3 separate regions of the Mus musculus genome follow, and all the other regions are linked to region 1. Evidence: chromatin contacts called from public Hi-C and promoter capture Hi-C data. All regions are on one chromosome and are shown on one strand. Each heading gives the region's core, a stretch centred on a gene start, on an enhancer-like site or on the middle of the called end of the contact. The rest is flanking DNA. Distances are from core to core; before and after follow the strand shown.

Region 1 (3,907 bases), core at 884-3,383:
GTGGGGGTGGGGCGGAGCTCAAGATCATTCTCAAGTGCATATGCAGGTCAAGGCTGGCCCAAGATGCTCGAGACACTGTCTCAAAAACAAAACAAAACAAAACAAAAAACAAGCAAAGGATTCAGTCTTTGGGATGAGCAAAATAGTTGAGTCTTCATCCTAAAATGGCCAGCCACAAAACAACCTCTCCATGTGAGGGAAAACGAGTCCCCTGGCAGCAGCTGGGAGGATGTGGGGTGTGGAGCTCAGGGTCTTCCTACAATTGAGGTAGGCCTTGGAGCTTGCAGTTGTAACGTCTGTCACCCCTCTGTTAGTCCTCCTTGCCTTCTGGCTAGAGAAGCTCTGTGGTCCTCTAGTCTGCAATTCTTTGCGCCTGTGCCTTGGTACAGACCTCCACACTTCCATTTGGGGACTTGGGCCAGTGATGTGGAACTTAGAAATGTTCTTTGAGATCCACCATCCTGGTTGTAGAGAAGGTGAGCCTGTCCTTCTGATGTTGTATGAACTTCTCTGGCCTTGCTCAATGCAGAAGAATTCAACATTTTGACATTACAACAGGCACACTCAGCATCCGTGTAAGCAACTTACAAACAAACAAACAAAAATAAAACACAAAATCTCATTTCTCTTCGGGCCTTAGATAAGCTATGTTTTTGTCTTGGGTGGCTGTCCTTGGCCTAGCCCCATGCAGACAGTGGGCTGTGGGTTCTACATGCGTCCTAGGAACTGATGGCATCACAGGCTTCCCCCCGGGCTTCTAAGAGGTCCACAAAGGCGAGCACTGGAAGACAGTGGGGAGGGGACAAGGAAGGAGGCCTGGTGCAGCGTGCTCTCTGGGGTGTCTAAAGAGCACACGACCCTGCACTTAGGAAGTCTGTGCCCTTGGACATGGTGACAGGAAGGCTAGATCAGCCTCTGGGTGTCTAAGACTCCAGTGCTCCTGCCCTGGAAAGCACGGGCAGGTGAGTGTGCATATTATGTGTAGGGCAGAGGTTGATATTGGATGCCATTCTAAACCCCTTCCTACTCTGCTTTCTGAGATGGGGTTTCTGTCTGAACACAGTGATTTGCCTGGGGTAGGTAGCCACTTTGCCCCAAGGATCCTCTGCCTTTCCCACCTGAGCACTAAGGTCATGGGACCCTTGTCAAGCCTGCCCAGCCTTGTGCACTGGGGATCTGACCTCTGGCCTCCCACTTGCAGGGCAAGCCCGTTACCTTCTGAGCCCTCTCCCAGCCTCCTCTCCTTTCATGTTTTGGGATCCCCTGGGGTCTGAGAAAACACTGTGTAACTGCCATGGTTTGGGGCTGACCTGTCACTGTGACTGGGGAACCCGGTCTTACTCTTTAAGGCTGGTAACACATTCTAGATCCAGGAAGCCCCGGTCCATTCACTCAACAGGAAGCCATTGATCAGTTAATGCTTCAGGCACACTGCAAGGCCTTGGCAGACACCTTTGCTAAGGGGGCGAGGGGAGCGGGTGCTGCAGGGGTGTGCACTGATGAGGGCATCTCAAATAGGCATACAGAGGATGCTACATGGGACACTCTCAGAGACCTTTGAACTGCTTCTGTGCCTTGATAGAACGGGTTCTTCCAGCCAAGTACTCAAGCATCCAGCTTAGGGCCAGGGACCCAGGAAAGACGAGAGCTGAATAGAACAGGAATCAGAGTCAGGTCCTCTATCTCCATTTGCAGTGTAAAGCTGTTGCCACTGTCCCAGAAACCTCCTGACTTTTGTCTGATAGTGTGCCATGGCCATGTTTGGAGGAAGGTCTCCTGGTTCATGTTCAGAAATCCACAAGACTTTGAGGTCCTGCCTACAGTGTAGATTACAAAACGAGGAAAGTTCCAGTTTACACTTCTGGGAGGAGCTTCAAAAATGTGCACAAGCTTTTTTTTTTTTTTTAATTATATTTTAAAACATTTTCTTTTATTTTTGTAGCCCAGATTGGCCTTGAACTTGCGCAGTACACACTTGCACCATCACAGGTGTACATGGACAAACTTAAGAAGGAGGGGTTCTGAAGTTCATTGACTTGCTTTGAGAAGCTGGGAGGTGGTGGTGGGGGAAGACTCAGGAAGAGTCGCCCTCTGATTGGCTGCAGAATGGGTAGGCAGGACTTATTGAAAATATAAGGCTCCAATTGGCTCTGCCCTGTGCAAGCCCGCGTCCTTAATTCACTGGGGTGAGCGCCCAGAGCGCTGGCAAATCGGTGGGACCCACCTCCGCGATGCATCGGCTGCAGGTAGTGCTGGGTCACCTGGCCGGCCGGCCCGAGTCGAGCTCCGCGCTGCAAGCTGCGCCCTGCTCCGCTGGCTTCCTGCAGGCCTCGGCCTCCGACGTGGTGGTGGTGCACGGACGGCGCACTCCCATTGGCCGCGCCAGCCGTGGCTGCTTCAAGGTGAGGCCCCTCGGGCGGGCGAGGGGAGCAGAAGGCGGCCAGCGCGGATGGGATCCTGCCGTCGGGGGTCCGGTGACCGCAGAGTCCCCGGGCGGGGATTCGGGAGCTGGGCTCACCGCTGCTGCGCTTCGCCCTGCAGGACACCACCCCCGACGAGCTTCTGTCGGCCGTGTTGACCGCGGTTCTCCAGGACGTGAAGCTAAAGCCTGAGCAGCTGGGAGACATCTCCGTGGGTGAGCTCCCCTGCGGGTCCTGCACCGGCCCTCCCCCGCCCTCCTCCCGAATATCCGTCTCCCTTCTCACAGACTTGAGTTACTGAACGGGAGGGCTCTCGACCACAGAGGTCTGAATCAGGCTGCTCCCGATGGCCAGTCTCAAGAGTAGAACCTTGGGCGCCCCCTCATGGCACATCGGCAACCTGAGAGGCGCTAGAAAGCCTAGCACCACCAAGTAGAAGTTCTAAAGCCCAGATGTTCCAGGAGACCCCAGGAGGCGGGAAAACGCGCTTCTCTACCTACATGGACATCCTGTCCCGGGTTACAGGTGCAGATGGGTTCACCCCACCCTGCCTTAACCCCTAGGCTTTCCCTGAACTAGAACATAGTGTAGGACACAGTTTTGTCCGGAGGTGCCAGCCTGTTCCTCATCTCTGCAGTGGTGCAGGGCTTGGAGGAGGACACTTGGGCAGGTGAGCAGTTGCAGACCCGCTTCCCTCACCACAGCCCTGCTTCCCACAGCGTTCAGGCTTTGCACTGTGTCTCTTACCCTAGAGTCTCTCCCGTCTTTTCCTGTGATCAGAGGAGCATGCCTTGGCAAGCTCACTGGCGGCCCTCCAGCACTGTACTGCTGTTGGGTAGCTGGCTCCCCACTCCCCAGAGTTTGAGCCTCCACAGCCTCATGTGCGCCTCTCTCCAGAGGCTGTGATTCTTGGAGAGATCTGAAATGTCTCCTTTCTGCGGCATGTTTTGCCTTAGGCCTTGGGACACCACCTGGCACTGAGTGAAGGCTCTTCTATCCACAGGCAATGTGCTTCAGCCCGGGGCTGGAGCCATTATGGCACGCATCGCCCAGTTCCTGAGGTAATCTCTCTGGCTCCAGCTTGGTTGTCCACCGTGACTGGTGAAGGCCCTGGCACTGGGGATGTATCTGTGTGTGGTGGAAGAGCAGGTGGAATGAAGATATCGAGGCAACTAAAGTCCACTGACCTGACCTCTTCTCCATAACCTTTTCCCTACTTAGAGGGGGTGTGTCACTGGGCCGATGGCCAAGGCATCCAGGACTTGGGGACTGGGTTAGAGCTTCTCTGTGGCCTAACTTTTAAACAAAGACAACGTATGACATCCCCTTTAGAGTTAAATAATCTCATGGCTATACTGAGCAGCGTCTGCTTCCATTCTTAGCTGAGCACCTATGAAGTCCAGACTCCTCCAGTCGTTAGCAGCTTGGAGCTTGGGGCTGGGGGGGTACCCCACACATGCCTAGGAGCCCAGGAGGAGGAGACCTGA
Region 2 (3,907 bases), core at 641-3,140, 220 kb before region 1:
TCCCAGTAACCACACGGCAGCTCACAACCATGTGTAATGGGATCTGATGCCCTCTTCTGGTGTGTCTGAAGACAGCGACAGTATACTTATATACATAAAATAAACAAATCTTTAAAATAAGAAAAAAAAAGAAAAGAAAATGGGGGTAGATTAGAGGTCTAGCACATTTAGCAGAATGCCCAACCAGCATTCAACTAACAAAACACTGCATGTGGTCCCAGCATCAGGCAAACCCAGAATGGGAAGGGGCTCCGGAGATGGCTCAGCAGTTAAAACACTTGCTGCTGCAGCAGGGGCCCTGGGTTCAGGTCCCAGCATCCACAGTGGCTCAGCCACTTGTAACTCCACCTCCAGGGAATTTGATTCCCTCTTCTGGACTCTGTGGGCACTACACACACATAGACATGTAGGCAACCACTCATACACACAAATCTAAAAAAAAAATCTAAACCAGGCATGGTGGTATACATGTAATCTTAGGACTCAGGAGACAGAGATAACAGGTCAGAAGTTTAAGGTTATCCTTGGCTACACAGCAAGTTCTTGGCCAGCCCGAGATACCAGAGACCCTATCTCCTCTTCTTCCTTCTCCTCCTCCTCTTCCTCCTCCTCCTCATCATCATCGTGATACTATTAATAATGGTGGTGGTGAGGTGGAGGCAGGTAGATCTCTGAGTTTGAGGCCAATGTGGTTTACAGAGTGAGTTCCAGGACAGCCAGTATTACACAGAGAAATCCTGTCTCGAAAAACCAATAATAATAATAATAATAATAATAATAATAATAATAATAATAATAAAGGATTCCTTTAAATCAAGATCAGAGCCCATCTCTCCCACAAAAGTATTCTTTAGAAAGTAGTTAAAAAGGGCAGGGAAAGCCAGACAGTGGTGGCACACACTTCTAATCCCAGCACTTAGGAGGCGGAGGCAGACAGATTTCTGTGAGTTCAAGGCCAGCCCGGTCTACAGAGTGAGTTCCAAGACAGCCAGGACTACACAGAGAAACCCTGTCTCGGGGGAATAAAAAAGCAAGCAAGAGAGTGAGCGAGCGAGAGAGCAAAAGAAAAGAAGAGAGAGAGAGAGAGAAAGCAAGAAACAAACAAACAAAAGTCATGATGGCTGATGCCTATAATCCCAACTCAGGAAGCTGAGACAGGAGGATGACCATAAATTCAAGGCCACTCTGGACTACATAGTAATGGGCCAGTATGAGTCATAGTAGATTGACTCAAAAAAACATATTTTTTAAAGATATTGTTTCCCCTACTAGGAGAAGAAAAAAAATTTCCATCCATCATTGTTTTGAGTTTTCAACAGAACGACCCATCCTCTGGGAAAATAAACGGCTCTGACCTAGGTTGCCTCAGACGCTAGAATGTGATTGATGGGGCCTGTGAGCAGGCTAACATGGAGGAGCGACCTAGGGACGCAGAGAAAACCAGAAGGCAGGAGCTTAAGGGAGCCTTGTCACACTGGGCACCCCAAAGGCAATGGGGCGGGAGCCACAGAGGAACCTCTAAAAGCTGGGGTAGGTCCCGAGGACTGACTCACAGTGGACAAGCAGGGAACAGTTGCTCACTCACAGGCTCCTGTGCCTCTCTGATGATGACTGCCCTACACACTCACGGGACAGTCAGGGAGTCAGGGAGGCCCCAACATGGAAAGTTTGATTCCAACAGAGGTGACACCCCGTGAAGCCAGTGACTTCTCATCCGCATTTGGTCAATAAGTGGAAACACATTTTCTCAGAACCGGTTCTTTCCTGTTACTCTAACACTTGCCTCTAAAAAGACTCCTTAATGGCATTCTCGCTTTACATAAGCAAAGCCTGCATTCTCCATTTCACATGAAAGAAAAGGCCACAGATGGTGGTAACATTCCAGGGGCTCAGTGTACACACAAAACCCCAAAAATAAAAGCAAAATTCCCACACTTCAACAGTCAAGCCCGACCACTGACTTGGGGTTTGACCCCTAGTGACCCATGATAACTGAAGCTTAACTTTTTGGTTGGTTGTTTTTCTGTGACAGGGTCTCACTTGTGAGTGAGCAACTGTTCCCTGCTTGTCCCCTGTGGGTGAGCAGCCCTGGGGTCACACAGACAGAGATTAAACCCTGGCTACACTCATACCCTCCTGGTTTTGGCTTATTGTTGTTGTTTTGAGCCAGGGTCTCTATATAGCCTAAGATGGCCTGGAACTTGTGTAGACCAGGCTGGCCTAGAACTCAAAGAGTCTCCCCCACCCCCACCCCCCATTGTATCTTCTCCTCTTCTTCATTCGACAAGGTAACTTGATATCCACCCGTCCACATTGGTGGACCCCACACAGGGGCACATGAGATGAGACAACTAACTCCCCCTTGGCTGCTGTAAATGAAGTCTCATGATCCTCCCTACAGCCAAGAACAGGGTCAGCCAAACAGAATGCACTTGGCTGTTCACAGCCCGTATCCATTCCAAATGGGTGGCCCCAGGTAGGCCAAGCAAGCTAGGTATGGTGGTGCACAAGCCTTTAATTTCAGCACTACGAGGCAGAGGCGGGGGGTGGGGGGGTGGGGGGGAGGTGTCTCTTTGAGTTCTAGGCCAGACTGGTCTACACAAGTTCCATGCCATCTTAGGCTATATAGAGACCCTGCCTCAAAACAACAACAATAAGCCAAAACCAGGAGGGTATGAGTGCAGCCAGGGTTTAATCTCTGTCTGTGTGACCCCAGCGCCTGTACTCTGTCTGTCAGATGCTCAGTATCTGTTTTCCATACCCTACATGATGCAAGTTTCCATGCTAGTGCCCAGAACTTCAGCACTCTGCACGTTTATCCTTAGGGGTGCAGTCACCCAGAAGCCCCTCAGAGAGCTTGGGAACCTAGCCAGGTACTTGAACACTACTACAGTATTCAGATATTCTGACTAATTTCAAATGCTGCCGCACTTAGGCTTAAGTGAAAACTCTCTCTCTTTCTCTCTCTCTTGTGTATGTGTGTGTGTGTGTATATGCGTGTGTGTATGTGTGTGTGTGTGTGTGTGTGTGTGTGTGTGTGTGTGCGTGTGCATGACCCTAGGCTTCACCAGCAGTGCCCAAAGCCACACTGAAGTCACTTCTGGAGAGACAACTTACCACAACTGAACAGGAAGGGACCGGTGAGCCCAGCTTCTCCTCCAAATGGGGAGCACAGACATCCAGACAAGCCTGGGACCAGACTTTTTCCTGGATCTGCAACAGATTCATTCCGGACCCTAAGGAAGGAAGGACACAAAAATAATAAACCTCTGGAGGGAGGGAGCTTTGGTGGCAGAGCTGGGTAAAACTGGTGGAGAAAGTCAATTCTCTGGTGCAAAGGTGTGACTGGTTCTCTGTCTTCGTCCGCTTTTTGAAAGAAGATGTATTTACCTGCTTTCCTATGAGTGGATGCTTGCGTTTGCATGTATGGATGCTTGTTTGCATGTATGTCTGTGCACCACGTATGTATAGTGCCAGTGGATTCCAGCACACAATGTCACGCTTTTGAAAATGGAGTTTCAGATGGTTGTAAGTTGCCATGCAGGTACTGGAAACTGAGCCCAGGGCCTCTCTCCAAGAGCACTGAGCCTCCTTTCCAGCCCTGTGGCTGGTTCTGTGTCATCAAAGAAAGAAGGGTCCTCTTTGAACCTAAGAGCCAGAAGGCAGCAGGGTCCATGTAAGGAAACCGTGGTGCTTCCACCTCCTCCAAATACTCCCTCAGATGCCCATCACACAGGGAGCCCGAGAGCCTGCTGTTCTGAGGCCTGCCAGGCAGCAACTGTTCCCATGCCCTGTGAGCTTTAAGGCACCCACCTGAGCCAACCTTGAGAGAGGGCAGTTCTCAGATACCTCAATCTCATGGCCCTTTCCAGGAAAAGACATGTAAGGTGGGGGTCCTTAGGATGGT
Region 3 (3,907 bases), core at 474-2,973, 140 kb before region 1:
AGAATCTGTCATTGGCATGGAGCTAACAGGTTAGGGAAGGTTAGTTGGCCCGTGAGCTTTAGAGACCCAATTATCTCTTCTTCCTAGTGCTGGGGTTATCAGGCCATGTCATGTAGCTTTAGGTAAACTCTAGCATTCAGCTTAGGTCCTCTTCTTTTTAATATTAGTTTTAGGTCATAAGGCCAATAACCTACTAGGTTATTTTGTTTGTTTTTTGTTTTTTGAGATAGGGTTTCTCTGGGGACCCTGGCTGTTCTGGAACTCACTCTGTAGGCCAGGCTGGCCTGGAACTCAGAGATTTGCTTGCCTCTGCCTCTCTAGTGCACCACCTCCTGACTACTTTTGTTGTTGTTGTTGTGTTTGTTTTGTTTTCATTTCAGTGTTTATATATTTGGAGGGGGACCTATAAATAATTTACAACTCACAGTTAACTTTTCACTAGACAAGACACAGAGGCAATGGGGTCCCTATATGTAGTTAGTAATAGTGGCAGAAGAATAAAAGTGTCAAACTTCACAGATGAAAAATTTGTTAGCATTGGTACAAGAACTTCTTGAGGCATGGTTTATTTATTCTATATGGATGAAGAACTGACTCAGTTGTCTGAATGGAAAGTTGTGTAAATCATAGAAATCAAGGTGAGTTTCATAAGCAAATAAAAGCCATCATTAAGAAAGAAATGGGAGGGACTGGAGAGATGACTCGGTGGTTAAGAGCAGTAGCTGCTCTTCCAGAGAACCCAGCTTCAATTCTCAGAACCCATTTGGCAGCTCACAACTGTCTGTAACCCATGTTTTCAGGTGATCCAACTCCCACATGGACATGAATCCAGGCCAAACACCAGTGCACATAAAAAATTAATAAATAAAATTACCTTAAAAAAAGAAATGGAGCGGGGAAGGTGGTGACTCAGTCCTTTAATCCCAGCACTCGGGAGGTAGAGGCAGGTGGATCTCTGAGTTCTAGGCCAGCCTGGTCTACAAAGCAAGTTCCAGGCCAGCCAGGACTACACAGAGAAACTCTGTGTCAAAACAACAGCAACAACAAAAGGGGGGGGGGAATGGTGGGGACAAATTTAAAAGCTAAAGACACAGTACAGTGCCTGTCTATCATGTGAGGCTCTAGGTTCAAGCCTAACCAATAAATTAAGTAAATAAAGTTGTGCACGACGTGGGCGTGCATAGCACTGATCCCATCCACAGGAGGTAAAAGCAGGTGGATCACTGAGTTCCAGGCCAGCCTAGTCTACAGGCAGACCCCATTTTTAAAACATGAGAGAAAAGAAGGAAGGAAGGCTTGGCTGACTGTGAAACACGTTGAAGGAGCAATCTCGTCGGCAAGGGTAGACTTGATAGGTGGTTAAGGAGATTGTTGGAGAATTAAGTGAGGGTGATAGATGCTTGCATGGCATTTGTGTCTATTCAGAAGAGAAGCGTAACTGGAACAGGTGTTATGGAGGGGGGAGGAGATTCTACGCCTCGGGAGGAGGAGGGTTGTTGAGGAGCCTAGGCTGTCAGTCTTTACTGTCCTTGGGAGTCTCCTGCTAGAAACCTCTAGAAATAAGCAGTTTCTCAAGTTACAGCTCAGAATGTAGCCTACCATGTAAAGCTGCAGCTTGTCCCCAGGCCTTCATACTGCTTGTCACTGCTGTCCAGTCCTTTCTCTCACCACCCGCCTCAGCCAGCTTCCAAGTCTGTTGTTTACAGCTCCTCTTCACCTTTTGGCTCCTCCCTTTGGCGTATATTGCCTTTTTAACTTCTTGAAACTGGAAATTGAACCTTGGCCTGATGTGTGCTAAGCAAGCGCTCTATCACTGGGTTTTAAACTTTTATAGACAGTTCTAAGGTTGAAGATTTGTAAGAGTCCTGCTGCTCTCTCAACTTCTCTAATATGAATGTAACCATAGGTCTATACCTAAGACTGAGCTATCTATTGTTGTATGGAGAGTAGTTGTCTCTAGTCTTCATTTATTTCCTAAATTGCAGCCAGAGTGATTTGTGAATATATATTTACATATATATATATACACACATATATATATATCATATACATATGTTATATATATAACATATACATCTTATATATATATATATATTATATATATATGCTAAATTTTTAATATACTCAAAATGACCCCTGGTTCCAGGGAATTAAACAATCAAGAGGGTTTCACTGTCAGTGCGGTAGGACTTCAGAGAGCTTGCTGGTTGTGCCTCTTACTTTTTGTGCCTCTCTAGTGGACTCTTTTGATTTTTATTAAGCTATTTTTCTGTTGTCATGGTATTCTTTAACTTTTTTACCAGACTGTCAGGTTTTATGAAGGTTTGTAGTGGTTAGCAGTTGGGTGTGACACAGTTGGTACAGCAGTCACTTAATAAATACACGTATGACCTGCTCAGTCAGAGGTCTCTGCAGGTCATTGTGCTGCCGTTTGCTTCTTTGCTTTTCAGCCAGGGATTCACCAAGTAACCCTGGCTGGCCTGGACTTTTCTCTGTATAGACCAAGGTGGCCTTGAACTCAACAGCGCTCTGTGCTTCCCTTCCAGCTGCTGCGATTAGAGGCATGTGCCATCATACCTGGCCTGATGCCGATTTTGTGTTTTAATCATGCATATGTTTGTGTTTCTGTGTGGTGGTAGGTATGTGCACACACACGTGGGTACCTGCAGAGGTCAGAGATAGCAGATCCCTTTGAGTTAACGTCAGTTGTGAGCTGTCCAATGGACATGTTGGGAACAGAACTCAGGTCCTCTGCAAGAGCAGCTAGTATACATTCATAACTGCTGCCATGTCTCCAGCCCTTATGCTACCAACTTTTACCTCAAGCTGGGTTCTATTTTCTTCTTGAACTTGTGGAACCTTAAGACCCTTTGCTGACTTGAATAGGAGGTAGACTTGCAGATCAGCTGTTGGGGGCTGGGAGCTTGTAGCTAGACGTAAAAGAAGAATGTTAGGCTAAGGAAAGGGAGAAATGGGGCTTTCTTGGGTATGGATGGAGATTTTCTAAGGAAGTTATTTTCTGTTCTTTTTTATGGTTCTTTCCCAGTGGTTGTCTCAGCCCTGGGTTGGGATGACATTTGACATTTGTGTGGGATTACGCTGAAGTCTGAGTTATCTTGGCAGTCTTTTGGTAGCCACCTGAGATCCACCCAGCTTGTCTGCCTTGCTGGTGTCCTGTCCAAGATTAAGGCAGTGTAACAGTTGTGCCTTAAATCGCTCTCACATATTGTGTCATACTTAAATATTACAATGGGACTGTGAATGTGGCTCAGTTCCTAAATGCTGGGTGGGATATCACTTGTCTTTAATTCCATACTGCTCTAGTTCCTCAAAGTCTGTAGGGCTACACTGAGCTCCCAGCTCCTCCCAAAGGGCTCTTCTGTCATCCTTGCCTGTCTTAGCTGTTTGCTCCTGTTGATTCTTGTAATGTTTAATATGATTACTAATTTGCCATGTACATGCTGACCTATGTGTTCCTTTTTTGCATGCACATATCTTACCTGAAGTCCTGTCTAACTGTAAATGGGCAAGTGCTTTTTTCCTTTTCCTCTCATATTTACTGAGTTTTCTAAGTTAAGGGGCCTTGCAAAAACCTCTGCTGGTGTCTTTAGGGCTTGCAAAATATATACAAGGTCTTTGGTACGAATAAATTTGCCTTTAAGTAGAAAAGATGAAAAAAATAGCATTTACTGAGCACTTCATTTATTAGTTTTAAAGATTGAAAATAAATGCTTCTATCCAAGGCTCTAAGGCATGAGCATGAATAAATGGAGAGCTGTATAGAGCTTTCCATCCAACAGATATTTATTAGAGGTGTACATGTGTGTCAGACACAATGGTAAATGCAGAGAATCCCCTTAGTTTTTGTTGAGCTTACAGTTCTGTGGGGAGGTGTGTGCAGAATAAC

Evidence for each region. Promoter capture Hi-C pulls out the DNA fragments that hold promoters and counts their contacts. A called contact is a pair of places that touch in the nucleus more often than the background predicts.
Region 2: a contact with region 1 is called in a promoter capture Hi-C map of embryonic stem cells, with 2.4 times the contacts expected there. The contact joins the enhancer-like site here to the promoter of Acaa1b in region 1. A contact is called at or near these places in 10 of 39 promoter capture datasets (the 3T3-L1 cell line, cranial neural crest, embryonic stem cells and 4 more), 4 of 484 Hi-C or Micro-C datasets (the AML12 cell line, bone marrow-derived macrophages, nephron progenitors and 1 more), 4 of 115 datasets of contacts at active chromatin or transcription factors (embryonic stem cells, hepatocytes and microglia) and 3 of 9 other capture datasets (adipose tissue, liver and pancreatic islet).
Region 3: a contact with region 1 is called in a Hi-C map of liver, with 2.1 times the contacts expected there. The contact joins the enhancer-like site here to the promoter of Acaa1b in region 1. A contact is called at or near these places in 9 of 39 promoter capture datasets (the 3T3-L1 cell line, 3T3-L1-derived adipocytes, liver and 4 more), 7 of 484 Hi-C or Micro-C datasets (the 63-12 cell line, the AML12 cell line, B cells and 3 more), 3 of 115 datasets of contacts at active chromatin or transcription factors (bone marrow-derived dendritic cells, hepatocytes and stem cell-derived neural progenitor cells) and 4 of 9 other capture datasets (adipose tissue, embryonic stem cells, liver and 1 more).

What each region holds. Positions count from the first base shown.
Region 1 is chr9:119,155,319-119,159,225 of GRCm38.p6, reverse strand. It overlaps Acaa1b (acetyl-Coenzyme A acyltransferase 1B), which reads left to right and starts at 2,133. Exons shown (of 12, transcript NM_146230.3): 1 at 2,133-2,402; 2 at 2,542-2,635; 3 at 3,424-3,481. The coding sequence starts at 2,232.
Region 2 is chr9:119,373,629-119,377,535 of GRCm38.p6, reverse strand. Xylb (xylulokinase homolog (H. influenzae)) reads right to left here. Exons shown (of 19, transcript NM_001033209.3): 9 at 3,118-3,236. Among named protein-coding and RNA genes, the nearest start is that of Xylb, 18 kb to the right of the region's middle. Within about 2 kb of position 1,890, at least 7 of the 459 cell types and tissues checked have an H3K27ac peak or open chromatin away from gene starts, as enhancers often do. A contact at or near this core is called in embryonic stem cells, where this site is marked.
Region 3 is chr9:119,296,582-119,300,488 of GRCm38.p6, reverse strand. All of the region lies in intron 2 of Oxsr1 (oxidative-stress responsive 1), which reads left to right. Among named protein-coding and RNA genes, the nearest start is that of Oxsr1, 24 kb to the left of the region's middle. Within about 2 kb of position 1,723, at least 11 of the 459 cell types and tissues checked have an H3K27ac peak or open chromatin away from gene starts, as enhancers often do. A contact at or near this core is called in hepatocytes and liver, where this site is marked.